2 separate regions of the Sus scrofa genome follow, and region 2 is linked to region 1. Evidence: chromatin contacts called from public promoter capture Hi-C data. All regions are on one chromosome and are shown on one strand. Each heading gives the region's core, a stretch centred on a gene start, on an enhancer-like site or on the middle of the called end of the contact. The rest is flanking DNA. Distances are from core to core; before and after follow the strand shown.

Region 1 (2,700 bases), core at 53-2,552:
CAGCATCCAGAGTGACTTTTTAAAAACATAAGCGGATCACATCAGTCCTCTGCACAAAACCCTCCAATGGTTCCCCATCTTATGAAGGTAAAACCAAAATTCTTAGACAGCCTGGCCTCTCCATGACCTTCCTGACTAACCTACCTACTAATCTCCCCTTTCCTCACTTTGCTCCAGCCACACCAGCCTCCTTGTTCTTCAAATACATCAGGTCTGCTAATGCCCCAGGGCCTTTGCACTGGCTGTCCCCTCTTCCTAGAACATTGCCCCCTCCAGAGAGCTGCATGGCTTTGCCTCCTCACTTCCTATGGGTCTCCGTAGAAGAATACCTTCCCAGGGAAGCGTTTCCCTACCACTCTAAACAAAATCTCTCCTAGCCCGCACTCCCAAGCCTCCTCAACTTGTTTTATTTTTTTCCAGAGGACATATCACCATCTGACGTACTACATACTAACGTCTTTATCTGCTCATTACCTGTTGCCTCATTCTGGAACATAAGCAGGGAATATGTCTGTTCCCCTCACTGTTGTATACTCTGTGCCCAACAGAGGAGACACATTTGTTCAGTGAACGAACGAACAGTATCCCTGGTTCACAGATGAGACATTGGCTTTAAGTAACTCACCCAAATGAAACTCACGGAGCTATAGTTCTCACCTGGACCTGGGGACTGCCCTGCCCTCTCTCCTGAGGGGAAAGATACTTAGGGGTAACAACAGTGATTTGGGGAGGGGATTTGGGTTTAGTTTCTGATAAGAAAGGGCCCAGGGTCACAGAAGACCCTAAGAGTTTGTGGGGGAAAGATGTCTAAATAGACAGAGAATCTACCAGGTCTGCCTTTGTGGTATCCCAGGTTTAAGAACCCTGAATGGGTTCCAGCTTGAGTGCTTGAATAGAAACCAGCCTCTGGCTACCTGGGGGTCCTGATCAAGCCCCATCCCCACCTTGTGGAAGGCAGGGAGCCACACCCCGCCCTGGCCCTGCTGCCTGCCTGGAGGATGCCAACACAGCAGCTCCCAGCCACCGGCTCCAGAGGTCGCCTTCCCGGTTCCCCAGAGAAAGGTCCCTGTTGGGAGGGGCTGCTCTCCACCCACTGCAGCCTGGATTCCCAGTTCCAGGCCAGCCGCCTCTACAGCACCGGCCCCTCACACTCACTCTGCCATTCGGTGATGGAGATCATGCTGCAGGCTGCCTGGGGGACCTCCCGGGTGGAAGCTGGCAAGGGGCGAGGAGCAGAGAGGACCGAACTTGTACATGCTCAAGGGAAGCTGACCCTTGGCAAGTTGTGAAATGGGCCTCTGGTAAATCATTAACTCTAGACACACACACACACACACACACACATACACACACACACACACACACACACAGCTGCTTGAAGTCACACCCTCCTTTGCTCCTGGTTCTTCCCAGAGAGCAAAGCTCCCTCCCATGCGCTCCGCCCACCAGGAGAAGGCCCCGCCCACCCGACCCTTTTATCTCCTTCCCCCCACGCCCTGAGGCCGAGTTCAGCTGTTTCCATCTCTTTCGCAAAACTTGGGCTGTTTGTGGAAGAACTGGGGTCTAGGGGCACCTGAATTCCTTACATGGTTTGGTAGAAAGTGGGGGAAGAGTTGGGATCTGTTTCTCTTTGGAAAACTACTAAATTCATCTTGTAAGCAGTTTGCTCGCTTTCTGTTGGTACCCAGGCTAGACGCTAGAGGGCGAAAGAACTGACTAAAACCTGTTTCTGATAGCCTTAAGGGAGGGCCAGGCTCAGTTCCATCTAGGGCAAAAAACGTCCCAAGGGAGTTCGACGTCCTTTCCCCCAGCGGTGTCCAGCTTTGGACTGTGACGTTGAGCTAAAGGAATATGAAAGATGAATTTACGCTTACGGTAGGGCTGGACAATGATTCAGGAAGCTTGGTTCTGGCCCACCTACCTGCTGTGTAGACGTGGCTGCATCCTTTCCTCCCTCCGTGGGCCTGAAAAAAGAGAGGCTGGACAGTTCCCAACGTCAAACCCGCTAGAGCCAGCACCCTCTCTGTAACATCCCCCCTATCCTGCAGTGCAATTCATAGATAATATGACCCATCTACATACACCATTTCAAAATAACTTAAATCTAATTATAATAAAGAAGAAAAAATTATAATAAAACACAACGTCTCTCAATATATAAGTGTTCAGGAAAGACTTACCAGAAGGCATAAATAAAGTAGGCAGATTGCTTGCACCTACTTGTAATAAGTTTGAATTTAAGAGAAATAGAAGAACTTCCCATGGTGGCTCAGTGGTAACCAACCTGACTGGTACCCATGAGGACGAGGATTCAATCCCTGGCTTTGATCAGTGGGTTAAGGATCCTGCGTTGCCATGAGCCATGGTGTATGTTGCAGACACAGGTTGGATCCCAAGTTGCTGTGGCTGTGGCTGTAGCTGTGGCCGGCAGCTGCAGCTCCAATTTGACCACTAGCCCAGGAACTTCCGTATGTGAGGGTGTGGCCCTGAAAAAAAAAAAAAAAAAAAAGAGAAAGAGAAATAGAAGACTAGGGTCATGATATACCACACCCCCCAAAAAAACCCCACCCAAATAACCCCTCTCTCCACACAAGAAAATGAAAGAGGAGGGAATGAACACTAGAATAAAACCTGGTGTTAGATAAGTAATAACAGACCAGATGTACTTGCACAAAAAAAGAGAAAGAGGGAAATAACCTT
Region 2 (2,700 bases), core at 83-2,582, 150 kb after region 1:
TATAATGAAATACTAGGCAATCACTTAAAAATGATGTTGTAAAAGAATATTTAATGCATGGGAAAATGCTTTTTTTCTTTTCTTTTTTTTTTTTTGGCCATGCGCGCAGCATGAGTATGTTCCCAGGCCAGGGATCAAACCTGAGCCATAGTTGCTGCTGGCCTGACAACACTGATCCTTAACCCACTGCACCACAAGGGAACTCCTGGAAAAATGCTTTTTATTTAAGCGACAAAAATATATATTTGGTCCAAAATTTCAACAGTATACATGTGGATTTTGATAATAAATATAGTTATATACCTGCACATGAATTCATAAAAACATACACACACCGAAATGTTAAAATTATATACTAAATCTCTGAGAGAATTACATACAATTTTAATCTTTTCTACATGTGTTTTTCTACATTTTTAATGACTATGTATTACTTTTATGCGCACAAAATAGTAATTTTTAAAATATATACCCTCCCTGACATCAGTTCTATGTCTTGGGATTTAACCTAAAGAAATAATCCAAAATACAGAAAAAGCCTTATGCACAAAAATGATCATGTCGTGTTATTTATAAAACGAAAATAAGGGTAACCACTGAATGTCCAATACAAATAGGGTTACACAAAATATATTATGTCCACACTTTTACACACGATTTTAATATGAAGAAAACCATCTTTATCACTGTGAGAAAGAGCTGACTTGCTCTGTGCTGCTTCAAAGAATCGAAACCAAAAGGCGGAACTTGGAAGTGGGCAGATTTTGATTCAATGCAGAAGAATGTTCTAACTTTGAAGCAGGCTGCCTGGTGAGGTAATGAGCTCCCCGTCGCTGGAATTATCCAGACAAGACTGGTACTCCCCTCAGGCAGGCTGCAGAGGGCTGGTCTGGGCTTGGAGAGAGGTGGAACTAGATGGTCTCTGGGGGTGTCTGGGGGTGAGGTGCAGAGCAGGAGCCCACGTGGACTGAGCAATTGCCAAGGAAAGGATCCCACTGAGCCTACTCTGAGCGCTTCCTCTCTGCTCACCATCTATTCTAAATGCTTCCCAAAGTGTGTTCCCTCCTCTCTAAAGCTTTGGGTTTTTTAAACTGGTTGGAGACTGGCCTTCCAAAGTCATCTCACTAATGCACTGACGTCCAGACTGCCTCAGTTCAGTGCTCAGGCCACCCCACAAAACCTCAAAACCAGGACCCACTGCAACGGCAGGAGCCCCTACCTCGCAGACAGCTCTCCCAACGCCACAACCTTCCTCCTCCAGGGACAGGGCTCAGAGAGACGACAGCTGATGGGGTGTGGACACCATGCCCCCCCACCCCCACCTCCCCCTTGGCTCAGCTTCTCCCCATCCCAGGCCCTGGGCTCTACGTGTCCCCACCCCTGAGCTCCAGGCCACTGCCACCGCCTCCTGCTCACTGACTTCCTCGGTAATTACTTCATTTACACAGAGCAGGAAGAATCCAGCTCAATAATCCAGGCAGACACGTTAAAAGGAATTATCTGTGGACTGTGTCCTGCACCATCACCTTCCTGGGAAGAAGGAAAAGAAGTCGAACCAGGCAAAAAAAAAAAAGGTCCCCATTGTCTCGAGCCTGTGCAGCCGCCACCAGGATTAATTACACAGCCGTGTGAACACATTTAGCACCTCGCCGCTGATTGGAAAGCCAAGGACTTTTAATAATTCATATCTGCAGCCCAGCGCTCTGCGCCCTGGTGAGGACACAGAGAGCCCTTGTTTTCCGTACGGCAGGGCCTGAGGCAGTGCCAGCCTCACCCCCAACCCTCCCCACCCCACCTGGAGATGGCTCTAGCCTCGGCTGCTGGGCCTCCGTGGGGCCCCCTCCTGCCGCTCCTCCACCAGCGGGATCTCCTGGTCTCCTGCTCCAGCTAAGAGGGAACTCGGAGGTGGGAGCCCCCAGAACCCCTCCAGCCCCGTGCTCCTCCAGCGGGGCCCGGGAGCCAGGATTTGGGGGATCTGTCCGGCAGGTGCCTGCCATGTCCCTGTGGCCATCTGGACAGTAGGCTCGGGCAGAGATGGGCCAACCAGGGCTCTCACCCTCACGGGCAAGACACCCTCAGGGGAAGCCAGACCGAGGGCAGGGACCTGTAGGGATGGAGGAAGAACTGCCAGGCCCTGAAGGCTGTGACCCTCTTTGACATGACGCTGAGCTCATCCTCCTCCTACCACCTCCCCCCTGCAGCTCAGCTCCTCCCTGCCCTGTGCCCTAGGGCTGGCCCCTCCTTCTCAGCTCTCAAGCTCTGGCCCTCCCAGGCTCCAGCCCCCTATCTTGCCTGCTCACCTTCTCCCTCCGCCCTTCCTGTCTAACCTACCCCCCCACCTCCCCTCACTCCCTCTGCCACCTCCCCAACCTTTGCCCAGAACCTCACACAATAAGCCCGAGGCTCTGCTAGCTGCAGGCTGGCCCCACCACCGCACACCCATCCCCCCACGCCCCCTCTGCCCACATAACCAGCTCCTGCTCCTTCAGGCTCTCCCCACGAAATCTGAGACCCCAGAGATCAGACGCCCCCTAGGAATCCAAGACCCTCAGACGCCCTGAGCCCCAACCTCTGACCCAGACACACCCTGACCTCTCCCACACGGTGGGAGGTGGGTCCCTTGGGCTGACCTGAGTCGGACCCCCAGGACCACCCCCTCCAGAGCGCCTTCCCACAAGGGCTTAAACTCATGCCTCCACC

What was found. Promoter capture Hi-C pulls out the DNA fragments that hold promoters and counts their contacts.
Region 2: a contact with region 1 is called in a promoter capture Hi-C map of fetal liver, with 5 times the contacts expected there. The contact joins the enhancer-like site here to the promoter of GOLT1A in region 1. A contact is called at or near these places in 5 of 5 promoter capture datasets (fetal liver, fetal skeletal muscle, liver and 1 more), 25 of 47 Hi-C or Micro-C datasets (adipocytes, adipose tissue, alveolar macrophages and 14 more) and 1 of 2 datasets of contacts at active chromatin or transcription factors (skeletal muscle).

Annotation. Positions count from the first base shown.
Region 1 is chr9:64,852,351-64,855,050 of Sscrofa11.1, forward strand. GOLT1A (vesicle transport protein GOT1A) reads right to left here and starts at 1,303. Exons shown (of 4, transcript XM_021063213.1): 1 at 1,156-1,303. The coding sequence starts at 1,180.
Region 2 is chr9:64,999,914-65,002,613 of Sscrofa11.1, forward strand. All of the region lies in intron 3 of PLEKHA6 (pleckstrin homology domain-containing family A member 6), which reads right to left. Among named protein-coding and RNA genes, the nearest start is that of PLEKHA6, 26 kb to the right of the region's middle. Within about 2 kb of position 1,333, at least 32 of the 83 cell types and tissues checked have an H3K27ac peak or open chromatin away from gene starts, as enhancers often do. A contact at or near this core is called in brain, fetal liver, mesenteric adipose tissue and 2 more, where this site is marked.